4 separate regions of the Mus musculus genome follow, and regions 2, 3 and 4 are each linked to region 1. A link is a contact called in public HiChIP or PLAC-seq and promoter capture Hi-C data. All regions are on one chromosome and are shown on one strand. Each heading gives the region's core, a stretch centred on a gene start, on an enhancer-like site or on the middle of the called end of the contact. The rest is flanking DNA. Distances are from core to core; before and after follow the strand shown.

Region 1 (6,314 bases), core at 607-3,106:
TTGTTTGTTTTGTTTTTCGAGACAGGGTTTCTCTGTGCAGTCCTGGCTGTCCTGGAACTCACTCTGTAGACCAGGCTGGCCTCGAACTCAGAGATCCACCTGTCTCTGCCTCCCAAGTGCTGGGGTTACAGGCGTGCACCACCACTGCCTGGCTGAAAGTAATGGATCTTAAGTACTATCTATTTTCAGGCATAGTCTAACTCTGTTCCAGGCTCAGTTGGAGGCTGTCCACTGCTCCAGCTTCTCAAGTTCCACATCACTGGCTTGGCTCTACAACTTGCTTAATAATACTAATGCTAATGCTAATGCTAATGCTACTAATAATAAAGGCCCACAGTAAAATTGTGCAAATGTTGCAAGGGAGTCTGTTGCTCTCACAGGTGTGATTCTGCTCTCAGATAGAGGCTTGAAAGTAGGTGGAAATCTCTATATGATCACAAACGAAGTTCTTCTACTAGAGCTCCTGTTGGAACTGTGGTCCCTCTCAGCTGAGCCCACAATAAGGCATTTTATCTCTAGATTGACCAGGGCAGGTTTCTCACCGCTAGATTATGTCTCCTTAAGTCTGATGCTAATTGGCTGAAGATGGAGGAAAGCAGACAAAGTTTCTCTGTGTAGCCTGGCTGTCCTGGAACTCACTCTGTAGATCAGGCTAGCCTAGAACTCACAAATATCCATCTACCTCTGCCTCCTGAGTGCTGGGATTAAAGGCATGCATCACCACTGCCTGGCAAGAGTCAAGTTTTTACAAGAACATTGATATAGCTAAGCACCTTCCCTTGAAAGAGAAAAAGCTAAAAGAAGGAATTTTGTTTTTCTAGATTTATTCATCCTGTTTATAAAACAAAATTTGACAAGGAAAAACTAAACAAAAATACAAGAAAAAAAAAACCACTAAAACAGATCAGGACAAAAAAAACAAAACAAAACAAAAACCCCAGACTTTTAAAAAAACATATTTTTAAAGATTTATTATTATATGTAAGTGCACTGTAGCTATCTTCAGACACACCAGCAGAGGGAGTCAGATTTTATTACAGAGGGTTGTAAGCCATGTGGTTGCTGGGATTTGAACTCAGGCCTTTGGAAGAGCAGTCAGTGCTCTTAACTGCTGAGCCATCTCTCTAACCCTTTCAAAATATTTTTTAAAACGTATTTATATATTAAATATGTGTACAGGTGTTTTGCCTCACGCCTGTGCGAATACAGGTGCAGTGCCTGAAGAGGCCAGAAGGCCGCAATGGATCTCCTGGAACTGGAGTTACAGATGTCTGTGAGCCATCTTGTGAATGCTGGGAGCAGAACCTTGGTCCTCTACCAGAGCAGCAAGTACTTTTAATTGCTTAGCCACGTCTCCGGCCCACAATCACACCTTTCAAATACAAGAATCAGTGTGGTTCTAGCATTTTTAAAAAACAAAGTCTTACTATGTAGCCCAGGCTGGCCTGGAACTCACAGAGATCCTCCTGCCTCGGCCTTCTGAGTGCTGGGATTAAAGGCATTTGCTGCTACCCGCAGCTGTAGTTCTGATCTTTGAAATAATAAAAATAACCTGAAATTGAGATCCATACGTGTTTTGTTTTGTTTGTTTGTTTGTTTTTAACAAATGTTCCTTTCAGCTCTCTTTCTTGATAAAAACAAAAAGTGAAACCAGAGACTTTTACAGAGTTACTCGGGTTTTTTTCCTCCTAACGTCTTACTTTTTTAACTTAGCAGTTATATTCCGGACAGTTGTGGCTCTTTTTTTACAGTGAAGGACTTGGAGGCTGCAGGAGGGAAGCGCGGTGAGGGTGGGGTGGGGATAGGCCTCTTAAGGCGGAACTCACAGGCTGCACATCTGTTTTCAATGTTTTGTAAGAGCCAAGAGCCTTCAAGTAAAAACTTTCAGTAAATGACACGAAGAGGAGCTGGGTCCAGGAAGTCACGCACAGAAGAGCCACGGAAATCCCCAGCCAGGGTGGCCACCAAGGGTGAGGAGGAAGTGCGTCTGGTTTTCACCCTGGAGTTCCCCGGAGCCCTGGAGGAAAGCACCGCAGGTCTGAGCAGCCCTGAGCCGGGCAGGGTGGGGGCAGTGGCTAAGGCCTAGCTGGGGACGATTTAAAGGTATCGCGCCACCCAGCCACACCCCACAGGCCAGGCGAGGGTGCCACCCCCGGAGATCAGAGGTCATTGCTGGCGTTCAGAGCCTAGGAAGTGGGCTGCGGTGAGTACGCGCGCGCGTGGGGATCCAGCCAGGGTCCCCGTAGTGGCTCGAGGATCACCGGGGTGACTAGATCCGAAGGAGAACCTGCAAAACCCGTTTCTATGCATCGGTGGTCCTGCGGGAGGGCGACCTACAGGTTGGCCACGCTGACCCTGGCTGCCCCCCCTCCCCCCACCCCCTCCCCGCTTGCGGGAGCTCGACTTTCTGAGTCTTTTCCGGTCTCTGACTTTCTGAGTGAGGCGTAGGTGCCGAGAAGTTGCATTTTAATTAGGCTGCTGCGGGAGGCATCTGGGAGACTTGACACAGTGAGAACTCTGGCGTCTAAGGATGAGCTTGTGGAAAGCTCATGGTTGTTTTCTTGGTGGCCAGCTCAGGAAAACACTACAGCTCTTTCTTTTTTTTTGGGGGGGGGGGGGTGTTTCGAGACAGGGTTTCTCTGTGTAGCTCTGGCTGTCCTGGAACTCATTCTGTAGACCAGGCTGGCCTCGAACTTAGAAATCTGCCTACCTCTGCCTTCCAAGTGCTTGGATTAAAGGAGTGATGGGTGTGTCAGAGACCATTTCACACTATAGCTGACTGGGGCTTTGAACTTCGGAAAAATCCTCCTGCCTTAACCCCTTCAGTGCTGGGATTATAGGCCTGAGTCACTGTACTCAATTTCTCAGCAGTGCTCTTAATCTAGCCGGTAAATCTCTGGAGTCGTTTCTGTCTGCCCCAAGCCAGGTTCTGATCATCCGTTGTAAAAAGCAGGTGCCATTACTATCCCCTTTTCGCACCTAGGAAACTGAGGCACGAGTGGCTTTTCTTAGTCTCACTATGGAGCACTGGTTGGGCTGGAACTGGATAAGTAAACAGGCTGGCTTTGAACTCAAGGAAACACTGACGTCTACCCACCTCTGCCTCCAGGGTAATGGGATTAGGGGCGTGTCTGGCCACTTGGTGGTTTTCTTGCCCAACATTACACTGTTGGTGGAAAAGGGACTGACTCTCTTGAAATCCTGTGATGTGAGACTCCAGAGCATGGGAGTAAATTGCCACGAGGTCAAGTTAGCAGTAATAGGGGGAAATTAACAAATGAAAGTGCCATGAACATGCTGGGCACAGCCAGCTGTGCTAAGAAATTCTTCCATGCCAGTGTTTGCTGGGGTTAGTAGTGCAGGTCTGTAATCTTAGCACTTGGGAGGTGGAGGCTGAAGGATCAGGTGTCCAAGGTCAGTCTGGGCTGTGTGTCTCACACAACAGCAGCTAGGCACTGTAGCTGCAGCTACTACAGAGGTTAAAGCTTATTTCCTATTCTGTAGGAGATATGGTCCAAGGTGGAGGGAGGAAGATGGCACAGCTAATTGCTCCAGAGGGTGGGGGCACACAATAGTCTCTGGGTCTACTGGACATGGTAGTGTAAGCAGAGAAGAAACTGGGGTGCCAAGCTCATCTATAAGGAACCACTGGAAAGAAAGAGGGCTCCTACACACTGATGTGGACTAGGGCAGGGATCAGAACAGGCCTAAGAGGAAGCAAATTTTATTTTATGAGTATGGAGAGGGAAAGGTGCTGGCACACGGACTGGCTGTCTGTGTGGAAATGTGGTTCATAAACAAATGTTCTGCCGGCTTGCCAGACTCAGGAGTGGCTGGAGTAGAGACTTCAGCATTACTGTATAGAGGGACAAGGACCCTGCGGGGTTTGAGGAAATATGAAGAAGAGTCCTTCAGAGTAGTAGGAGGGCCCATGAAGGGGCACTTGTTTCTCTGAGGTGGCCAATAGACCTGTGAACAGAGGGCAGGCAAAGGAAGGCAGGCTGAGGGCCTCACCTAGTGAGGAACGGAGCCAGCTGAATGAAACAGTGATCTTGGAAGGACTGAGGGTTATTTCTACAAATTCGGCTCAGGATGTAGAGAAAACAATTGCGTCTGTTGCTGGGGACACAAACTAGTCTAACCTCTAAGGAAATCAGTGGAACAGACCCTCGAAAGGTTGAAAACAGAACCACCATAGGACTGAGCTCTACTGCTCCTTGGCAGGCACATGGAGGAGTATACCTGAGTACCCTGTCACTGCACTGTTCCTGTGAGGACACACCATGGCCAATACAACTTATAAAGGAAAGCATTTAACTGAGGCTTGCTTACAGTTTCAGGGGGAAGTCCATGATCACCACGTGGCAACATGCAAGCGGGTGCTGGAGCAGTATGTCTTAGTTAGGGTTTTACTGCTGTGAACAGACACCATGACCAAGGCAACTCTTATAAGGTCAACGTTTAGTTGGGCTGGCTTACAAGTTCAGAGGTTCAGTCCATTATCATCCAGGAGGAACACACTGGCATCCAGGCAGACATGGTGCAGGAGGAGCAGAGAGTTCTAGATCTTCATCTGAAGGCTGCTAGTAGAATACTGGCTTCTGGACAGCTAGGATGAGGATCTTAAAGCCCACACCCACAGTGACACACTTACTCCAACAAGGCCACAGATTCTAATAATGTCACTTCCTGAGCCAAGCATATACAAACACAGGAGCTGAGAGCTACAGCCTGATCCATAGGTGGCAGGCAGAGAGAGAGAGAGAGAGAGAGGAAGATGAAGAAGAAGAAGAAGAAGAAGAAGAAGAAGAAGAAGAAGAAGAAGAAGAAGAAGAAGAAGAGAAGGAGGGGGAGGAAGAGGAGGAGGAAGAGGAAAAGGAGGAGGGGGTGGGGGTGGGGGGGACGGGAAAGGGAGAGGAGAGGAACAGGGGAGGGAGACTAGACCAGGCGTGGCCCACTCTTAGGTCACACACCTCCTCCTCCAAGGATACATCTATCTCCTAATCCTTCTTAAGCCGCCCACCGAGACTGTGGACTTAGGCATTTAGATGCTTGAGCCTATGAGGGCCATTTTTATTCAAATCACCACACTCTGTTTATTGTGTCAGTATTCACTATGGGACAAAATGGATGCCTGTTAACAGGACAAAGAAAAAGTGTGTGTGTGTTGTGTGTGTGTATACATTGAAATCCTATTCAGCTGTAAAGAAAATTAAATGGTATCATTTGAAGAAATAGATGAAACAGGAAATCATGTTAAGCAAAAAAAAAAAAAAAAAAAGAGAGAGAGAAAAGAAAAAAAGAAAGATAGATGTATAAATACAAGTGCGCCTTCATTTCTCCAAAGAGGAACTGTTAAAAAACAATGGAGGTGTGGGAGGGACAGGAGAGGGTGTGTGTGTGTATCAGTACACATTAGTAATTCTAATAAAAATGATTACAAGCTGAGTTACTGGCTCATGCCTGTAACCTCAGAACTCAATAACTTAATGTTATTGTGAGTTTGAGGTCAACCTGGGTTACAGAGTGAGTTACCAGGCCAGTCTGTGCTATAGGGTGAGTGTCTCAATCAGAAAGCAAACAAAAACATAAAGAGGCACATGAGAAGGGTAAACTGGACCTGTTGAGAAATCACTGAAAGATTTCAGAAAAGTGGGGCTGGAGAGATGCCAGGTGGTTAAGAGCACCTGCTGAGGGCGCTTGCGCTGTGAGCATGTGCATGCTATCTGGTCTGCCACTTATGGCTTCTGTGTGCAATATCTTGGCTGATGGTACCCAGTGCAGCATTATTCTCTCTGTGCTTGCGATTGTAGTCAGGCCTTGGATGTGCTATTCATGTGCCCCTACCACTGAACCCCAACTCCAGCCCAAATTTACATAGCTTCTCGATATATACCAGTCTCTATTTTGGAGAAAACCTCTGAAAGAAAAGGTCATGGTGGTGCTTGCTTGTGATCCCAGCATTTGGGAACCTGAGACAGGAAGATTATGAGTTTGAGGCTGTGTTCAACTACATAGGGAAATCCTAGCCTCCAAAAAGAGGAAGTGGGGAGAGAAAGAAAAAAAAAGTTTGACTTTAATTTCTCTATTTTAAACAGGTTTACACAGGACACAAACACTTCTACTACTACTAACTTTTTCTCAGTTTCTTCTGTAAACCAAAACATCAAAAAATGGAGACATAAAACCCTTAAGAGGGACTTAATCTGATCTCGGGAGGTGGTTTTGTGCATGGACAGACAAATGTCTAAAACTGCTAATTCAAAGCATGTAGTCTCATTCTCTGAGGTGTGCTTATTATAACTTGGTTGTGA
Region 2 (6,276 bases), core at 852-3,351, 530 kb after region 1:
CATAAATACCCAATGTGCCAAAATTTCACATTTATCAATTTTTAATATTGTATAGACTTCTTTCTTTTATTTATTTTTAGTCTTTTTCTGTCTGTTTGCTGCTTCTCTGCTCTGTACTGACTGACAAGGCAAATGACTGAAAGTCTTTCTTCAGTGAGCAACTCTCCTCACAGAGATAATAAATTGTGTGTGTGTGTGTGTGTGTGTGTGTATCTGCCTGTGTGTATATGTATGTCCACATGTATGTGTGTGTGCGTGTAGTATGTGCATGCATGTAGAGGCCTGAAGTTGACTCAGGCATCTTCCTGAAACCTGCTCCACTTTCAGTATTGAGGTGAGGTCTCTCAACCAAAGCCAGAGACCCCTGTTTCTACTAGTCTGGCTAGCCAACTTGCCCTGAGCACCCCCTATCTCTGCCTCCCATGTGCTGGGATTACAGACAGCCACTATGCCTGGATTTTACATATCTTCTTGGGATCTGAACTCTTATCCTCAGTCTGAAGTTAACGAATGCATTTGTATTAACAATTTACAGAGGCTACTTTTGGATTTAGAACTACGTTGTAGCTAAATGGTCTAGGTTTCTAGAAGCTACACTCATAGGTAAGTAGAAAAGCTCCCCAGGGCAAACACTGACATTACCTGTAAGTGAGGTACCGCTTCATCCATCTTGACCTCTGGGGCACTGCTCTAAGATGCTGTACATCGGGCACTCCACATCGAGGGATGTGCATTATTGCCAGAGTTGAGTTGTCCAGTTGCCCAGTTGCTTCTAGCCCAAAGAACTGCTGCATTTCCTGGAGTTTTTCTTTTAGGAAGTTTCTATTGGTTTTTGTTTTTGTCATTGGAATTCTGTCCTTTCCATAATCATAAAATCTTGACAAGTACCACTAGATAAAACACAAGCATTGCACACGGTTGTATGCAGCCAGGTTTCTGCTGGGAACCCTGCAAACATGGTCAGTAGTATACTGATATTCTAGAACCAGGTATTTTAATCACAGGCTACATTATTATTATTATTATTACCTAGGGAATCAATTATAAGGAGGAAAAAATAATTTCCTACGCTATTTAAAACATAAATGATTAGTCAGATTACCAAAATTCCAGAGGAAGAACTATTTATTATTCTCCTTCTTCAGACCTGCTTCTAGGTTTTTAAGGAGCCATTTTAGCATCTAGTATATACGGGTACTTGATTGGGGAAGGTAGTTTAGTGGTACAGCAATTATCTAGCATGCTAGCAGGTCTAGGGTTAGTCCCCAGCAGTGGGAAAATCTTGACACAGTAGAAAACTTGAATGAATTCAAAGTAATAATAATGTTAGAAAATAGAGCCAGCTGCTGAGGAGGGCGATACAGAAGGGTCATCTGAGCCCACAAGTTCAAAACCAGACTAGACAACACAGTAGGATTCTGTGTAAAAAAGGAATATATATATAATTTTAGAAAATAGATGTTCAAGTTTTTTTAATTAGAAAAAGGTAAAATTTCACATCTTACTTAAAATACTTATGAATAAATATATGAGATAAATCGCAGAGAGAACATGCTGTAACTATCATAAAATCTTGAAGTGGTCACATGGACTAAGCAAAGTCCAAATCTTGCATTATTACTGGATATTAAACTACTACCTCAAATAAAAGACAAATGGAGTGAGAGACCAATACACAACACTCTATTAGAAATGTAATCTAATTATATTGAGCTAAAGTAATTTAGCCAAAGCTTTTTGTAGATGGTACAATTATTCACCAGTTTAATGACATTCTTTCATCTTTATAATCCTCTCTGGAAAACAAAACATGGTAACAAGAGAGAATCTGTACTGATTTTCAAATCGAATCACACTTTTCAACATACTATTTGCAAATTCAGCAACTATTAAAGATACAGTCAGGCTGGACCAGAGCAATGCTGTCAATACTTACTTCAGCAAATTCACTGTCATTCATGGGAGCAGCCCCACAGGCAGATACCTGTAAGAACACAATCATCATGAGAAATTTCATTGTGCAGACTCCTTTCAGCAGAGTGCAGCTCATCAACCTGTTCCCTCCGACTGCAAGTTCCCTTAAAGCCCCACTTTATATAACCCTAGTACCAGGATCTGTGACCATGAAATCCTCTATCTGACTCACTGTTGATGTCATCCCTTGATTTACTTCAGAATCATGTGAAGTAACAGCAGGTCAAACCATTGTCTAATTCATCACTCATCTCTGTACCTCTCTGTTTCTTACAAATGACCGGTAAATCTTAACTTCCACCTACTTCTACCTGAAGGTAAGACAAAACATCGATAACACAGTAGCCAAAAATACAAACAGAACTCCATTAGCAGAGTTTTGGAAAGCTTGGTATCGACAACTCTCTTTATAATTTATAATATAGGTAAAGTGCTTTAAAGTAAAATTTTAAAAAATGTGTGAAGAAAATATTTTTGCTAGAATACATCAATCCTTTATTTGTTTAAATATCAGAGAAAATTTGTACAATGAGCATGCTTTGATGTTTGCTCTATGTGCAGGCTTGGGTTCTTATATGGATTGAGACTTTTACTCATGGAAGCTGAAATCCAATCCTGACAGGTTGTCTGGGGAGATTCTGGAACTTCGTTCCTCATCTTTCATGCTATTGGAGTTCAGCACTTGCAGCTATGTTGTGAAAGACTTCCTTTCTTTCTGCCGCCTCTCCATTTCTTTCCCCCATGAAGTGTTTAAAGAATAGAAACATTCAGAAATCAAGGATTAAAACTCCCAAAGTACAATTTTGGAATGAGGCTGCTGTGTGGGCAGAGGCTCTGTTCAACACTCACTTAATCCCACCACATGCAGAGTCTACATGAAGAGCCTAGTGCATAGGTATGTGAATGGGTTATAATTTAGACTTCCAATTTCCCTGAATTCAGACATGCTGTCTACTTCCTAGTGTTAATTTTAATTCATCTTTTAGGGGCCATGAAATGATTCAGCAAGCAAAGGCACTTGCTCCCGAAGCTGACGAGCTGAGTTTGATCTCCTGGATGCGACATGGTGAGAACAGATGACTGGAAGTTGTCATCTGGTTTCTACAGGCCTACTATGCAATGCATGTACACAGAGACGTGCACAAGAAACAAACACAAACAAACAAACACACACACACTTAGCTTTAGGTGATCATGCAAAACAACAGATCCAGTAGAGTTTATAGGTGTCCTGTGCCTTGTGATCATTTGTTTTCCTTTTCTTCTAAGATAGGAAGAGGAATCCCCCTGCCCCTGTACTATCCCTGATACTTACCAAATCTTGCCTCTTTTTACGTGAGTGGCTTGACTCTAGGTTCCACTTGAGATGAGAACTATTTAACTATTTAACTTCCTTATGCTCTTGTGACAGTTAAATGAGACAGTGACTTATGCGTGCTGGTGACAGGAAAGCTGCTCACTATTATGAAGTTCCTTCCCTTTGTCCTTAATAGGGACTGTTAAGCACTAAATTTGTAAGTAGGAGAAGTTCAAGGGTTCAAAAAGGGAATGATCATGTGGTAAGCATTGTAAAGAAGTCCTTTCAAACACTGAGTTTAGCCCAAAAATGTTAAGAGGAACACAACTGTATTGGGATAGAAAGTGGAAAAATAGAGGTTTTTGGAACTACTCCTTATGTTGAAAACTACGTTGAGTGTAGTAGGTGCTCAGTAAGTACCTAGCACTGAGTCTGATTGAAGAGTGTTATGGATACTGAAAGTGAACCTCCCTGGCAGGAGCGATAGCCCTGCAAGGAGGATTTGTTCCTGGTTCATGGAAAACAAGAAGTGGTGTCATCCACAGCAAAGAGGAACTCAGTTCTTGGAAGATTTGTATGAAATGTCTCATGAATATAGGATACAAGATGCAAGGAGATAAAACAGAAAAAAGAAGTGAGAGAGTTCCCTGGACAGAAAGGAGAGTAGATAGCCATACCCACATTTTGGTTTCCCTGTGTCTCAACTCACCAGTTGCTCCAATCTGGTAAAGTGTAAGGAGAAAAGGGCTACATGGCCAACTACAAGGTACCACAAAGGTTACCAACTTAATTCCTAGACACAGGCTGACCTAATTGACAACTCAAGCTATGGCGTCCTATGATCTCAAGCTGTCACTTTAATCTCTTCAAGACAAGCTTTTCATTTGTAAAGTTGGAGTAAAAATGGTTTCTATATCAAGAACCATTATAAATATTGCATTAAATAATAGGAAAAAGTACTCAGCCAGCTGCCTGGAACATTTTTAAAGTTAGCAACAATGCACCCCCTATACTTAAAGCTTGGGGAACATCACAAAAGAGAGAGTAAAAAGATTGTAAGAGCCAGAGGCCTGGGATCCCTTCTGTATAGGACAGCAAAGCTACACCCATGGAAACTCAACAATATGGTCACCTAAGCAAGACCTTATAACTACTACACCAGGGTCAAGCCAACATGGATGGGGGAAACATGAGGCTCCTAGGTAAAAAGCTAGTTCATGCTTGCTGAGAAAGAATACATGTTCTCTGGGGCTGAGTCCCACAATACCTTATCTAATCCCCGCTTGTCATGGTCATCCTTATACACACACACACACACACACACACACACACACACACACTTTTTTAAAGCAAAAAAAAAAAGTTAGTAATGAAGACAAAGAGGAAGGTTGGCTACTGCTCAGCTCTTCCCAGAAGGAGCTACAATAAGATCCTCATCCAGGTCCATCTTCAAGGCTGAGGATCACAAGAGAGACACCACAGGGAGAAGCTGGTGGCTATCAATGATATGCAATGCTAAGGACATGTTTATGAAATGCAAAAATCACTGCTGCCCATGTTTTTAATGCTTATCAGGCTTTCCTTAAGTAGAAGGCATATTTTATAGCATAAAATTTCTAAAAGCAAATGGGTCTATAGTCATTGTTTCATCTTTAGGCAGACATCAGTACACTAGAGTGTATACCAATGATATCTGTAGCCATTTGTTATACCCCAAGAATCCAGAGGCAAATTAAAGATTGGTTATAGGAAGGAGCTATACTCACAAAATACACAGACAAATCTCTTCACTGTTCTTTCACACAATGATGGCTTATTCATACAGGAGAAAACTTTAGTTGCTTAAACTTCCCCCTGTTAATGCATGAAGAAGTGGGAGTCTTGGAAGAGGAAGTGGGTGAAGTGGGTTGCTTTGGGAGGTATTCTGGGGGCCTCCTCACTGTGTCCACTTTGTTGTGACTCTTCCCTTCTTTACCCATTTCAATTTTTCTGCAGTGGAGAAAAGTTCTTTAAAATAACAAGTTAAATACAATTACCTAAAGCATTCTTTAACAGAAAGGTTTTGAGGAATATTTAGGAAAATTAAAGTCTTGCTGAGTTTATCTCAAACAAAAACCCATCTGCCACCATCACGGGAACAGCACCTTCTTAAACGTAGCAGCTACTGGTGCTGGGTATGGTTCCTGTGGCCCTTCTAAGGGAAAGGACTGCACTGGACATGCTCCTCAATCTGTCCTTGTAAGTGAGAGGACGTGGGAGCAACTGGTACTTCAAAGGCACATCTACTGCATTCTGTGTAAGGACTCTTCCCAAGACTGCAACAGAGAGCTCTCTACTACGAAGACAGTGTCCCCATGTAGGAAGTTAGAGTGTTGGCAAAAATCTGGAATGTGTAGAGAACTATCACACTGTTGTAGTCCAGAGAAGAAGAAGAATTGGAAAGATTCAGAGAGCACCATGTGTCCTCTTCCTTAGCAAATGGCTCACTTGCAAACAAGTGTAAGCTAAGACACAAAATACAGCAGGAAGTAATGTTCATAAGTATACAGAGATGCTAATATACATACATGTGTTCACTGTCAGAGAAGATTTAAAAAAATTTTTTTTTCCTATACTAGGACTAGGGTTGTGAATCAGGGAGAAAATTTTCATTATGCCCCCATAAGACCCTCGGTTCAATTCTAGTATCATAAAGACAATGTGTGTGTGTGTGTGTGTGTGTGTGTGTGTGTGTGTGTGTGTGTGTGTGAATGTTCACATGCACTTATTCTTCTTCTCCAATAAACAGATCACTTGAATCATGACTCACATGTGTGGTCTGACTTTGACTTTGCAGCTGGGCTCATTGGAAACAGACTTGGCCTCACGCCTCAACTATGTAACCTGCAAGCTGTGCGGTTTCTCTTGAGTTATTCAAGGTTAATTTCCCTGTCTGCACATGACTATTGTGAGGATTAGATGAGAGAAGATAAGACGTTAGTCAGCATTGTGTCTGACCCATTTCT
Region 3 (6,931 bases), core at 1,740-4,239, 610 kb after region 1:
TTACTTTAAAGTATAGTCAGTGCTGAGAAATCTTGTGGACACACTTTAGGTCTCAAGTTTCAGCATCTAAATGGTCATATGCTAAAGTAGGGATATGATAATGAAGAAGCCTGTCTATTCTGCAAGAAGAAATTCTACATTAGTTATGGAGACTTGTTCTCTGAACATTCATGAATGGACTGGTAACAGCCAGCAGACAACAAGGTTCTAGAAAATGAAGGTCATTACATACATACATCGTGCATCCATTGCTGGGTTGGGGGGAGTGGCATCTATCATAACCTCATTTGAGGTTTGGGGTTTGGAGAGACATACTTTATTTGTAAATATGTATTTTGTACTCATTGGGGATTTCATTCATGTGTCCCATGTACATTAATCACTACTATTTCTCATTCATCCTTTCTGATTCCTTCTGCAAACCCATACATCTCTGGAATAAGACAATGCAAACTCCTCTTTCACTGAGTTCTTACAGAGCCAAAGCACTGATAACTGAGTCATTCCTTACCCCTACTTGACTTCAGTTATTGTCTGTTCAAGAACAAAGCATATTCCTGTGTGCCAAGTAAACATTTATGGGTAAAAACAAAGACCCCATTTCTTCCTTAGTGACTGTCAGTGTGGAATGCAAGCTATGCTTTTCTGAGGATTTTGTCACTCGGACTGGCTAGGTAGCAGAGAGTTCATGTTCATTGATAGAAGATAGAAAGAAAAGATGAGTCATCCTGAGTGTTCTATCCTGAAGACCCACAAGGTGGAAAGAGGCAAAGGAGAAGAGAGACCTTTATAAGGTAAAGGGGAAAGGATTGAAGGAAAGCAGGTAGTTAGGAAAGGAGTGCCATTTATTCTGAAGTGAACTGGGAACCAGGCACGTCTCTGTGAGAGCTGCCAGCAACGTAGGCAAGTCCTTGCAGATGTTTATGAGCTTATGTAGAAAGCCACAAAGGCTCACAAGACTGGGAAGAATTTTCCCAGAAAAAAAAAATGGGTCAAGGAGATTCACTATTAGTTTCCCCTAATGTGAACCCGCTCACCTAAGGCCAGGACCCTTTCAGTCACGAGTTCAACTGTCCATGGGATAATAAAAGCCATCTGTAGGAAATGAGCCTTTTTGCCCTTGTAAAACATCATTCAGCATATTGTTATTTTTTCCAAAACCAAAAATTCTTTCCAGAATTTCCAAAGGTTGGCCAACATAAGTGATTAGGCATATTTGTCCCTTCTCATCCATTATCCAGACTGCTAAAATGAGTCAAATCAAGAGTGACCCCTGACCAATCTTCCTCCAACATTAATACTTTCCACAGCTCTGGAAAGTCCTGCACCTGACAGCGTGTGACTTCAGATTGCTTTCAGCACATTGCATAATGAGTAAACATGCAGACACCCATCAGCATGTCTCATTGGCTCCAGGGTACTTTGTCTCATCCAGATTAATTCCTTTGAACCAGTTGGCCTCAGTGTTACTCATCTTCTTATTAGGGGACCTAGTCATTTCATTGGGGGCAGGGACTCTTACAGTGCCAAGAAAGGCACTGAAGTTCCTCAAAATGTGGGAATGAGGTCAAGGGACATTCTCAAATATCAGGTGTAAAAGCCAAAGATAGTCTCCTGGTTCAGTCCAGCTAAGCTCTATCACATTCAGCCTACTACCTTCTACCTTCAGTGATGACTAACCTTCATAGGCGCATCCTTGAGCTTCACAGGGCATCTCTTGTAATTCTACCTCCCAATCAATTCAAGAAATAATCTAGAAAGCAAAAAATGACATCATCATAACATATAACTTGAGATGAGAAATATTAACATGAAAACTGCTTAAAATAATTCAACCTCTTCAATCCTTCCCCTCATTCAACCTTAGGGTTCTCTGACTTCAGTCCAATGGCAGGGTGTAAGTATCTGCTTCTGCCTCAGTCAACTGCTGGTAGGGCTTCTCAGAGGACAGCCATGCTAGGCTTCTCTCTGTAAGCACATCACAGCATCAGTAATAGTGTTAGGCCTTGGTGCCCCCAACCCCAGTCCCGTGAGATGGATCTCAAGTTGGACCAGTCATTGGACCATCTTTCCTTCAGTCTATTCTCCATCTTTGAACCCGTAGTTCTTTTGGATAGGAACAACTTTGGGTCAGAAATTTTGACTGTGGATTAGTAACCCTGTCCCTCAGCTTGAGGCCCAGAGTGACCCCAGAGGAAGATCAGCAGTCTCAACCAACCCAGACCCCAGGGAGCTCTCAGAGACTGAGCAACTAACCAAGAGGTTATGTAGGCTGGTCTGAGGCACCTAGCACAAATATAGCAGAGGTCTGCCTGACCAGGCCTAAGTGGGAGAAGATGAGCTTAATCTTCGAGAGTCTTGAGGCCTTAGAGAAGTGGAGAGGCTGAGTGGAGGGGTAGCACTCACTCCGAGGATGGTGGGGGGAGAGGAATGGGATGAGGAACTGTGGGAGGTGGGACCAAGAGGGAGGGCAATGACTGGAATGTAAATATAATAATAATAATAATAATAATAATAATAGAAGAGGAGAAGGAGAGGGGAGGGGGAGGGAGAGGGAGAGGATGAGAAGAAGAAGAAGAAGAAGAAGAAGAAGAAGGAGGAGGAGGAGGAGGAGGAGGAGGAGGAGGAGGAGGAGGAGGAGGAGGAGGAGGAGGAGGAGAATGCAGTGACTATAAGAATGTATGAGTGCCTAGCATGAATAAATCACCTATATTAGCCCCCTGCATCCCACCAAGACTCAGGAAACATCATGGAGGACAGGACAGAGAGAATGTAAGGGTTTGTAAATGGAGTATTGCAAAATGCTGAGTTCTGGACATAGCATGGCTGTTGCACACAGCAGTGTACAGCAACTAGAGTTGATGCAGAAGACCTGCTTGAGTTCAAGCTAGTCCAAATTCCAGCATGGATCCGGAGGGACTCTGAGGTCCCACCCTCAGCAGGGAAGATATTGGTAACTGATGGCTGTTGAGAGGGATAATCACTTTCTCTAGAGACATGGCCACTGTTAGTTTGCCCATGCACCAGTGGATGGTCCCAGATCTATGCACATATGAGCAGAACTAATTGGACTCAGGGTTTTTTGTTTTTGTTTTTGTTTTTTTTTTTTTCTGAGACAGGGTGTCTCTGTATAGCCCTGGCTGTCCTGGAACTCACCCTGTAGACCAGGCAGGCCTCAAACTCAGTAATCCACCTGCCTCTGCCTCCCGAGTGCTAGGATTAAAGTCATGCACCACCACACCCAGCAGGAGTCAGAGGGCTATTAATAACAATTAAGAAAAGAGGACATGAAAGTGGAAGAGTGATGCAGCTGGGTTGTTAGGGAAAGATGGGGAGACATAGTACTAGATAGATATGACAAAAATATAGTATATAAATATAGGAAATTGTCAAATTGTAAATGAAAATATTGAAAGAAAGAATTCAAAATGTAATTATTATAACAGACTTTGTACAACTTAGGGAGATATATTTTTGAATTATGAAGTCAAGGAAAATAATTTTTATAATAGTATAGGTTAGTTAGGAACATGACAATATTATTAACAACACTGGAAATTTTACCTAGGAAATCTTTATCTATTCATGAGCTAAAATTTATGAAGTTTCCATACAAAATATTCACTCCCAAATACAAACTACAGTGAGAAGCTTTAGTTGTGCTCAGTTAACTTAGAATTAGTGTGCAAATGTTGGTTTATTGTAGGATGAAGGATAATGTGGAAATATTGGCATCTTCTACACCAGAAAGCTGATCTGCCTTTACTAGGGGTTGAAGCTATTGAGACAGATTTTTAATTGAGTCTTTTAAAATGATCTAGCCGGCCATGGTACCACATACCTTCCATCCTCAGATGGAAGGACAGGTAGATCTCTGTGAATTAAAGTCCAGACTGGTCTACACAGCAAGTTCTAGGCCTGCTGGGGCTACATAGTAGCACCCAGTCTGGGAAAAAATTATCTAAGAGATAGAGATGTAAAATCGGTTAAGTTCCTGGCTGGCATGTGTGAAGTCCGGGGTTTGATCTTAGCACTGAAAAAACATTTTTAGCAATACTATTTTATTTTTAATTTTTCATAATCTATATATTTTATATTTTATTCATTTTTATATAATTTGGTTTCTTATTTTAATAGTATCTTTTTAAAGGTTTCTATAAGTACAATTATTTATTTCTGTGAGGAGAGGAGCATGTGTAGAGAGAACTCTGGAGGACCACTTGCCAGAGTCTGTTTTCTCCCTCACCTGTGGGTCCTGGGAACCAAACTTAAGTCCTCAGGTCTAGTCGATCGCATTTACTTGCTGAAACTTGTCAGCATCATTTTAATTGTCTATTTTGGTGATTTGTTTTAGAATGCGTAGATTTTTAAAAACCTATTTACATTCTTTATGGATTGGTAAGTTTCTAAGACAGAAAGAGTCATGTAGGGATCTGAGTCATTTACTCCAACTTCAGACAATAGTTGTGGCTTCAGCTGAATAAAAAAAATAGAAAAGGTATGCTAAGGCCGCAGACTGTGTCCTTGGGGCAGAGAGGTGATGCCTCACACCTTTAGGAAAACTTTAAAATGATTTTATGTGTATGACTCATGCCTGGGATTTCCACAATGACAAAGAAAATTAAAAAAACAAATCTATAGATAACAAGAAGATGAATTTTTCTGTTCTGTTTATTTTTGTGTAGTGGTAGTGATGGTGCTGATGTCTGTATGCTCACTCATGTGTGTGCACATATGTGTGCATGTGGAAACTGGAAATCAACCTTGGGTTTGTTGCTCAGGAGTTACCAACCTTGTTTTGTTGAGATGGGGTCTTTCACAGGGATCTGGGACCAGGGAGCGTCATAGTTCCATCTTTCATCTACCACCCCACTGCAAGATTTTAAGCGCACAATACCACACCTAGCTTTTTCACTGGGTACTATGGTTTGAATTTAGATCTTCATGCTAACACAGCAAGCCCTTCCTCTACATAGCTACTTAGCTAAAATCCTGTTCACTTTCTTAAAACTCAGTAACTTCATAAATTAAGAGAGTAAAAATGGGACCATGAGGGTGGAGAAAGAGCTCTAGAGAGGGAAAGGATATGGATGGCATTTAAGTAAAAAATGGGGAAATGGAGGAGGAATAGGTAAAGGAAGACAGTATAGAAGGAAATGGCGGTGGGGTAAATAAATAAATAAGGCTACGAATGTTTGTGTTAGCCACAGGAAAGCATATTATTTTATATTTACTTAAAAGCATACATAATGCATATAACATGCATATATATATTTAATTTCAATGACGTTTGCTACTTGGGATTATAAGCCTCCCACTTAAAGCCATAGATTATCTCACAAAAATCTCAGTACCGGGTATGTAAACCTTCTTTTGAGTTGTTGGTCAATGAAATCCAAGAGATTCCCGAATTAGCATAGGCTATTGCTGCTGCTCTTCGTTGCCTCTCAGAAGCTGAAGTGAAGTTCCTATTACAGAAGATATTATTGGACATGGGACTCCAAGGACTTGCAGCAGGATTTAACCAGAAAGGTTGTTCATAGTATGAAAAGGTGATATGCAAGGTGCCAAGATATAAAAGTAATCAAGTCCTACCCATATATATTTAGTTTTGCTGTAGAGAAAGCCACAGTTACTCCAAACGCTGAGAACTGACTCTGGGGTGCCTAATCCCATGCAGGTACAACACAATCCCCATGTCAAACATTGCAGAAGAGGTCTGGAATACTGTAAAAGTCAGAGGACTTAGAAGTAGGCTGCAAGAATGTGTCTTCTATCTGTGACCAGGAAGCTATGACTCAAAACATTTCAGTGATATGGCTGTTTAAGCAATGATCTGAATAATGACAACACCAGGTAAAATGCCAATAAAGACGGGGTGTGCCATCCCCAGCCTTGAACAGGGTCTTTCCAGCCTTGAGCATGTTGAACTGACCTTGAGTGCTTGTCACAGTGGACCTTAATGACCTAGGCGAAGTCATCTGCCTTGCTGCACATGCAAGTTCCCTCAGGAACTTAGAAGAATAGACTGCCCACTGACCTTGCTTTGCAACATAGTCTAACTGAAACAAAGGATGGATCTGTGGGTTTTCCCTAGATAAATGAAGTGCTGAATGCTAAATTTGAAGCCTTGATCAGAACCTTGTCTTGGCTTCATTCTTCTCTACCCCACCCCCACCCCCGCCTCTTTTTCATTTCCAGCCCCCCTTTCAGATAAACCCAGTTTGTCCATGGCTGCTGGACGACTACAGTGGAGGAACTCTCATAGTGCTACACCTGTACATGAAAAGCACAGACAATAAAAGACTGTGAAAAAGAATAAATTACTTTCCCCCGGGAATAAGTTCACTAAATGGTTGGTTATCCAGTGGTTATTCCCCAAAACACACATGCAACAATGCTAAGCAGATACAACAGTTTGCCCTTATATATTTATTGGATGTATATTTAAAATTGATAATTAAAGAATATGAGGCCATGAATTTCAGAGGGAAAATGAGTGGTCAGAGGGAAGCAGAAGATAGGAGAAATAATGTCATTTATATTTTAACATTTTAATTTAGTTAAAGAAAGAACTGGTTTAAAAAAGAAAATCTTAGTTCAAACATGCAAAAATAATTTAATTTTAATACATGTTTTCAAAATAAGGTAGATAATTGTAAAATCTCATATTTAACAGCAGTAGTAGTTAAGACCCTCTGCATGAGCGAAGTAACCATTGCTATAAAAGAATAAGCATTGCATTTAACCTTGATGGTGTGACTTAAAATCTGTACTATAGCAATGATAGCACCTTCTCATAGCAATTCTAATACCTGCAAACTAGAAGTGAAAATATTCATCTCAGGAAGAAGAATTGGAATTGTATAATTAAAGAAGCAGTTTACCTGGTACAGTGTGGCCAATCCTAGTCAATAATTATCCCTGACAT
Region 4 (6,521 bases), core at 820-3,319, 630 kb after region 1:
ACCTTAATCGATGACAAATATAGTGAGCATGCTAGGTAGTGACATAGGCCGTGTAGTAAAAGAGAGAAAGAAGGGAGGAGCAGAGGCTGTCTGGTGACAGATCAGAGAGTGCACTTAATATGTGTATTGTAGTAAAAGCATGAAGAAAGCAAAAGTAAGTGATTACTGTCTCCCCACTAGTGATAATGATAACGATAGTGATTCAGTTTGTTATGCTACATCCATCATCTTCATCACTGATGATGATAACCATGGAGCTCTGTGTTGCTGAGATGGTAAAACATGCCAGCACACACTGGTCTCCCAAGTTATCATAATCTTGTTTTTCATCAGCACCCACATACATAATATTTCTAAGGCCTGCCACTTTTATCTCTTGGTGTCACTCCTTAATTCAAAATCCATCTCAATTTGCCCGTGTGTTAGCCTCCAGACCTGTCCACTCAGTCTCAATGTGCCATCCACATGAGGGAGTCTGACTAGAGCTGATGTACCTTGATAAAGAATATAAACACTGCCTTCCTTGGCTCAAATGCCTTACAGCTTCTCCGTCACATGAGGTTATTATCCAAGACTGTTATCATGGCAACCAATGTCCTCCAATACCTGATACATTCTCCACTCACGTCTTCTAAATAGTGAATCATTTCTTTCTAGCATACAACATGTTGCTTGTTGAATGTGTGTGTGTGTGTGTGTGTGTGTGCGTGTGTGTGCTCTTTCCCCTGCCTTGGGTGTACTCGCTAACATTTTATTTCTGGATAACTGATATATTGTTCAAATTCTATTTCAGGACTGCCTTTTCCAACTTGGGTTACATAATGAAGCTCTTTCTTAAACAAAACAAAACACAACACAACACAACAAAACAAAACAGAAAAGTCCATGGTGACATTATGCTATCAGTCATACTACTCTTTGAAATAACTACTGTCTAAGTATGAACTTTCCCCTTCTCCACTTCATGAGACTTCAGGTCTCAGTCCCTATCAATAAACATCTTCCCTGATCTTTAAGTCCAGGCTTAGCTCTTCCTCCTCCAACCAATTTCACTTCAAGGCCCCTAACACCTTGGGACTTAATTATAGTTTAACCTCTGTAGTTTAGCTCTAACTACAAAACTTCTTTTTCTCTGAAAGGAAGGATCAAGTTTCATAATGTAATCTCAAACAGGCAGGCCATAGCAACTCTTCTTCTCTGAGGCTAACTCTAACATTACCAGTTCCATTGTTTTGGACCTTCATACCTTAGGCCAAAGTCAGAATGCAAAGTGCCTTTTGTGAAGGCATCAGAAGGAAGAGCAGGAAGTTGAGGGATGCAAGTGGAGAACCAGAGACTGATAGAGAGAAACAAGGACAATTGAGTACCAAGTTAGTTTGCTCTTGCCCACATTCATTGCCATCCATAGCACCATTAATATTAGGACCACATCACATATCAGGTACAGAGATCATCTTGGTGGAGTCTCATAATCATATCATGAGGTGACCATTCTCACTATACCATACTGGAGAAAGCAAAGCTTACAGTGATAAAATAACTTCCCAGTATCAACACTGACTGGAAGATGAGAGTCAGGAGTTCTAACCTTAGCTCACAGCTGGTTGGATTGAGCCATTTTAGCCAGATTAAAATAACTGGGCTGTTAAAGAGATAGAATGTAGAAAGGAATCAACTGGAGCCAGGAAATGGGAGTTCTTCATCTGGGGTAGCTTCTCTACATCTGTTTTCTTTTAGAAAAATGAAGTAACTACCCTGGATAACTTCTAAGCCATATTCCAGGCTCAAACTCTCTACTAGAAGCAGAATCAAGATCAGCTTACATTTAATGTCTAATTTATTCTATCTAATTCTAATTGATAGAGGGAGGTTTGACAGGGAGTCCATGAAGAGCAAGGCAGGGTTGACCGGGGAGTCTGACAGGGATTTTAATGAGTGTTTCGAAACAAGAAAGGAAATACCATAAAGAAGAAACATAAGGAAGAAATTCAAGCAAGGCTAAGAAGAGAATGAGTAAAAGGAAGAGGCAGGTGAGTCACATACACAGGAACTAGTAGGTTTTCTGGGCTGTGGTAGGAAGTACCTTTACAGCAGGAAGTGGGTATAATAATCAAATTAGTCAAAAGATGACCTGCTGGGAAACTTGTCTGCAATGCTGGGATATCCAAAACTTAGTAACTAGGGCAAACCCCCTTATCCAGAAAGTTTGATGTGTTTGTGCAGACTAGCAAAGAGATGGTTTTCCCCTTCTTGTTGTTACCTATGGGTGCTAGACAGATACAGATATCTCACAAGAAGTTTTTAAGAGATTTTACTTAATGTGCATGTGCACACACACACACACACACACACACACACACACACACACACAGAGAGAGAGAGAGAGAGAGAGAGAGAGAGGTGCAGGGACATATGGGCATGGGTGTCTGAGATAGCCACACAAGGTAGCTAAAGTCCCAGACAGCTATGAGCTGCCTAAAGTGAACCCTGGTAACTGAACTTGGGTCTTCTACAGGAGAAATGCATGCCTTTAACTGCTGAGTAATATCTTCAGCTCTGTACAGGACTTTTCCAAAGGATAAGTGCAAAACAGGAGATTGTTCTGGAGTATCATACTAACATCACTTGAGCCAGATTAAAATGCTTGAGGAGAGGAGAGAAGTGCTTCCGCTGGTCTTGTTAAGAGGGAGGGGAGGCTGACACCTCAATGTGGTGTGAGCTGGCTTGTAGAGAAAATTGCTGAGGTCTGTGTGGTACATGGTTGGGTTTCTAAAGCTAGAGCTGGAATTGTTTCTTAACCTTTCCCCCCTAAAATATAAACTCTTTCCAAATGTACAAGTCCCTTCAACTTTGTGTCTTCCTTTTTGAAATCCTAGTAATTATCTAGGAAGAATATACTTAGTGAGACCCCAGGGCTCTTCCGGGAAGATCCTTCCACTTCTGCCTCTCTAAAGAAAGAGTTGGGCTGTTTTCATTTGCAATACTTAATCAAATCACTAACTTTGTCCACTAATTATACAGGACAGTTCTCACCAAACTCGAATATTTTTCCTAGGAGAGAACATTGAAAAAAAATTCTCTTTTTCCCTCTTGTTTCTGAAATGAATTTTCTGTGATTATAGAAGTAAGAAAAGCTACACTTGAGATTTCAATGTTTATAGTGCTTATGAAAAAGCTCCACAGGCCGAGCTAGAGCGCTCCATTGGAAAGGAGTGCAGAAAGCAACTGAGAGGCTTGTGTGTTACTGTGTGTGCATGTATGTTACCTTGTGTGCATTACCACATGTGCTTTACCATGTGTGCATTACAGTGAGTGTGTTACTTTGTGTTACTTTGTGTGTTACCTGGTGTGTGTTACTACTTCTGTTACTGCTTGTATTACTGCGTGTGTGTCACTGTGTGTCACTGCATGTGTTACTGTGTGTCACTGTGTGTGTCATTGCATGTGTGTCACTGTGTGTGTTACTGTGTGTGTCACTGTGTGTGTGTGACTACATGTGTGTCACTGTGTGTTATTGTGTGTGTCACTGCATTGTGTCACTATGTGTGTTACTGTGTGTATCACTGTGTGTGTTTCTGTGTGTGTCACTGTGTGTGTGACTACATGTGTGTCACTGTGCTTGTTTCTGTGTGTGTCACTTTGTGTGTCACTATGTGTGTCAGGCACTATGCTGGGCTCTGTGCATTTTTCTACTACTTCACTTCTTTTTCTTGTGGCTGTTTTCAAGTTTTGTTTTTATTTTACTGTGATTCTTATTTTGGTTAACTAGAAGGGAGAACATAAGGCTTGAAAGAAGTACCTTCCAGGGTGTAGGGTATGAGCCCAGGGCTCCAACTCTCCTCACCGGCCTGCAGGCTTTTACCTTTTCCATGGCTGAACTGATCCACAAGACACTCAGAGAGAAGTGTGGAAATAGCAACAGCTACAGGAGGGCTGGAGTGGATCTGTCCCAGGGAGGCCAAAGCTTGAGGCACAGCTAAGAGAAAGCAACATTGTGAAAAGCTAGTGTAGCTGGCTGGATCTGGTATGGTTTTCTCAAACTTCTGGTCCTGTGATCATCAAACAAGAGCTGGAGAAGTCTTTGACCACATTATTGAAGCGGCTTGACTGTACCATGGCTGAAAGTTAGTGGCATTATTTGTAGCAACACTGAGTAGAACACTAAATCTATCCTAAGAAATGCTGCCAATGATCTAACTCCAAATGTCCAGGTCCTGTTGAAAAATTACAAACATGGATAACTAAGATACGTCTCCAAGTAAGAAATTTGTATGGCAATAGTCTCTGAGAAAAGAAATTTAGGTCATCATTTCTTCATATACAAGTCATCATACAAGACAATCATTTCAAAAGAGAATTATAAATACATTTATGGAGTTCAAAGAGGATTTGAAGACATGCCTGAATGAGGATTGTAAAATCACAAACAGATGAATGATGAAACAAAAACAATTCAAGATATAAAAACAGAATTTAATAAAGAGGATCTCTGAGGAGAAGCTAAACTAAATTAAAACCCAAAATGAAAAATTTGGTGGTCATTTCAAATTCTCAGTAGAGAGCCTCACCAATATGTTGGATCAAGTGGAAGAGAGAATAACAGGTCTTTAGGATAAGGCAGAGGAATTGGATCAAAGAAAATGTTAAATCTAAAATGCTCTAAAACAACTTTCTTGGCCTTATCTTCCACATACTCTCCATCTTTCTTACTTACTATGTCAACATTTTTAGTTATTGGAAATTACTCTTACACACAGTGAAGATGTTTGATCAGGTGGGCACCATAAGATCGTTATTCTGGGAAGGAATAAGAAGTATCAAGGATATTTAACTACTCAGATGAGGTCTCTGTGGGCAACCAGAATATTGGTGCAGCCATCAGGGTACACATCTGATGACAGTGCATACAAATGAGGCAGGAAGAGCTATAACAGGCAACTTGAAGGCAACAATCTTCAGTTGCCCCCAATTGGCTATGAAGAAGGAAGGGACAAAGAATAGCTGTGTGACAGCTGTTACCATGCTGAGAAGAAAAACTGCAAAGGAATCTTAGCTATATTGAAAAAGATGTTACTGGGGAAAATGTGGACTGTAGAGCCATGCAGAATGGAAGCAGCCACACTGCACAGGGACAGAGGACAGAGTATATTATGGGAAGACTATAAGAGAAAAGCCAGGACATCAGCCTGAGGAAGTGGGCCTAGTAATGAGAGGAGTGAGAAAAGCTATGGTGGGTCATGGAACCTAGGCAAGCAGTAGGTAAGAGTCAGGCTGTTTTGATAGCATGGAGACTGGAATGAGATCAGTATCAAGAAGGAACAGGTGATCTAGGAAAACCAAAACAAAGGAAGGCTTTGTAAAAAGAAGAAATGTCATTCTTGACGTTTGTGAGTCCCTTCCTAGGTGATATGTGGGATAGAAGCCAGAGAAGACTATACTAAGGACTGGTTTATCAAATGTTTCCGATTTACATATTGTGTAGTGTTTGAAAGGCAGGCCTTATTCACTGACCATCATGGAACACATTGTCATGGTCAACAATAGGCTGCCATACTCTGTAAACAGAGACTAGCAACCACAAGAATATTTCTCTTAAAACCCCAAGGTTTGAAAAGTTTCAAAAAGTCCTAACATAAAATGCTTTCCAAATCTTTCCTTGGCTTCCATTTACGCTCACTCAGGAGAAAGTTGTTCTTTTTTTTTTTTTTTTTTTTTTTTTTAGTGATGTCTGAATTCTGTCATTGTAGCATACATATAAGCAGTTGGATGCTTTCTTCCTACTTTTGTTTTTCTTTTGTAAACAAACCACACCACCAAACCTGAAATAGCCCAGCTGTCCAGCAGAATTCAGAAGCTTCTAGTAGTATTAGAAAAATCCCTAAACTATTATCTGTTTCTCTAAACTTTCATATAAACTAGTTATTATTCAGAAGTATCTCTTCTTGTTTTAATTTTTAACTATTTGTATGTGTGTAGGTTTCAGTGCATGCATAGGCAAGCACCTGAGGTGTCCAGAAGGTGGCATTAGATCTGTAGGGGGAGAGGCCTGCCTTTGTGATCTGCCTGATATCAGTTTTGGGAACCAAACTCCTCTGTAATAGCACTACACTCTAGCATGGAGCCATCTCTCCAGTCCCTTTGTCTTGTAGCTTATACACAAGATAATGTAAAGCAGTCAGGTATGGTGGCACACACCTTTAATCCCAGCACTTGGGGGAGGGTAGAGGCAGTCTGATCTCCAAGTTCAAGGCCAGTTTGGTCTACAGAGTACTCAACAGTGCAGCCAGGGCTACACAAAGAAACCCTTCTCAGACAAAAATTAAAAAAAAAAAAAAAAGACAGGAAAGAGAAAAAAATTGTCTTACAATTCTTAAAAATAAATCTTCTACCATTGAGAGATAACACTATGAGTTGGTCCTTACAGAGATAAAAGAGTTATTTCACTGGGAACATGTGCTCTTTGCCCTTCATGTAAAATGGTGTGCCCCAAGAGTAGAGCTAAAGGTGTGTCCAGCTTAGCT

The links. Promoter capture Hi-C pulls out the DNA fragments that hold promoters and counts their contacts. HiChIP or PLAC-seq counts read pairs in DNA pulled down with a chosen protein or histone mark.
Region 2: a contact with region 1 is called in an H3K27ac HiChIP or PLAC-seq map of bone marrow-derived dendritic cells, with 2.9 times the contacts expected there. The contact joins the promoter of Mmp12 here to the promoter of Birc3 in region 1. A contact is called at or near these places in 2 of 39 promoter capture datasets (the C10 cell line and hippocampal neurons), 2 of 115 datasets of contacts at active chromatin or transcription factors (bone marrow-derived dendritic cells and bone marrow-derived macrophages) and 1 of 9 other capture datasets (macrophages).
Region 3: a contact with region 1 is called in a promoter capture Hi-C map of pre-B cells. The contact joins the enhancer-like site here to the promoter of Birc3 in region 1. A contact is called at or near these places in 6 of 39 promoter capture datasets (the 3T3-L1 cell line, the C10 cell line, cranial neural crest and 3 more), 1 of 15 datasets of contacts at CTCF or cohesin (CD8 T cells) and 5 of 115 datasets of contacts at active chromatin or transcription factors (the 230-238 cell line, CD8 T cells, bone marrow-derived dendritic cells and 2 more).
Region 4: a contact with region 1 is called in a CTCF HiChIP or PLAC-seq map of CD8 T cells, with 6 read pairs. The contact joins the enhancer-like site here to the promoter of Birc3 in region 1. A contact is called at or near these places in 4 of 39 promoter capture datasets (the C10 cell line, embryonic stem cells, hippocampal neurons and 1 more), 1 of 15 datasets of contacts at CTCF or cohesin (CD8 T cells), 1 of 484 Hi-C or Micro-C datasets (Th1 cells) and 11 of 115 datasets of contacts at active chromatin or transcription factors (the 230-238 cell line, CD8 T cells, bone marrow-derived dendritic cells and 7 more).

What each region holds. Positions count from the first base shown.
Region 1 is chr9:7,868,712-7,875,025 of GRCm38.p6, reverse strand. It overlaps Birc3 (baculoviral IAP repeat-containing 3), which reads left to right and starts at 1,856. Exons shown (of 9, transcript NM_007464.3): 1 at 1,856-2,203.
Region 2 is chr9:7,343,199-7,349,474 of GRCm38.p6, reverse strand. Mmp12 (matrix metallopeptidase 12) reads right to left here and starts at 2,101. Exons shown (of 10, transcript NM_008605.3): 1 at 1,937-2,101; 2 at 643-890. The coding sequence starts at 2,050.
Region 3 is chr9:7,256,224-7,263,154 of GRCm38.p6, reverse strand. Gm31639 (a long non-coding RNA gene) reads right to left here. Exons shown (of 5, transcript XR_379095.2): 1 at 6,888-6,931; 2 at 5,355-5,468; 3 at 1,681-1,753. Among named protein-coding and RNA genes, the nearest start is that of Gm31639, 4.1 kb to the right of the region's middle. Within about 2 kb of position 2,989, at least 12 of the 459 cell types and tissues checked have an H3K27ac peak or open chromatin away from gene starts, as enhancers often do. A contact at or near this core is called in pre-B cells and pro-B cells, where this site is marked.
Region 4 is chr9:7,235,754-7,242,274 of GRCm38.p6, reverse strand. No RefSeq gene overlaps it. Among named protein-coding and RNA genes, the nearest start is that of Gm31639, 17 kb to the left of the region's middle. Within about 2 kb of position 2,069, at least 22 of the 459 cell types and tissues checked have an H3K27ac peak or open chromatin away from gene starts, as enhancers often do. A contact at or near this core is called in CD8 T cells, Th1 cells, effector CD8 T cells and 1 more, where this site is marked.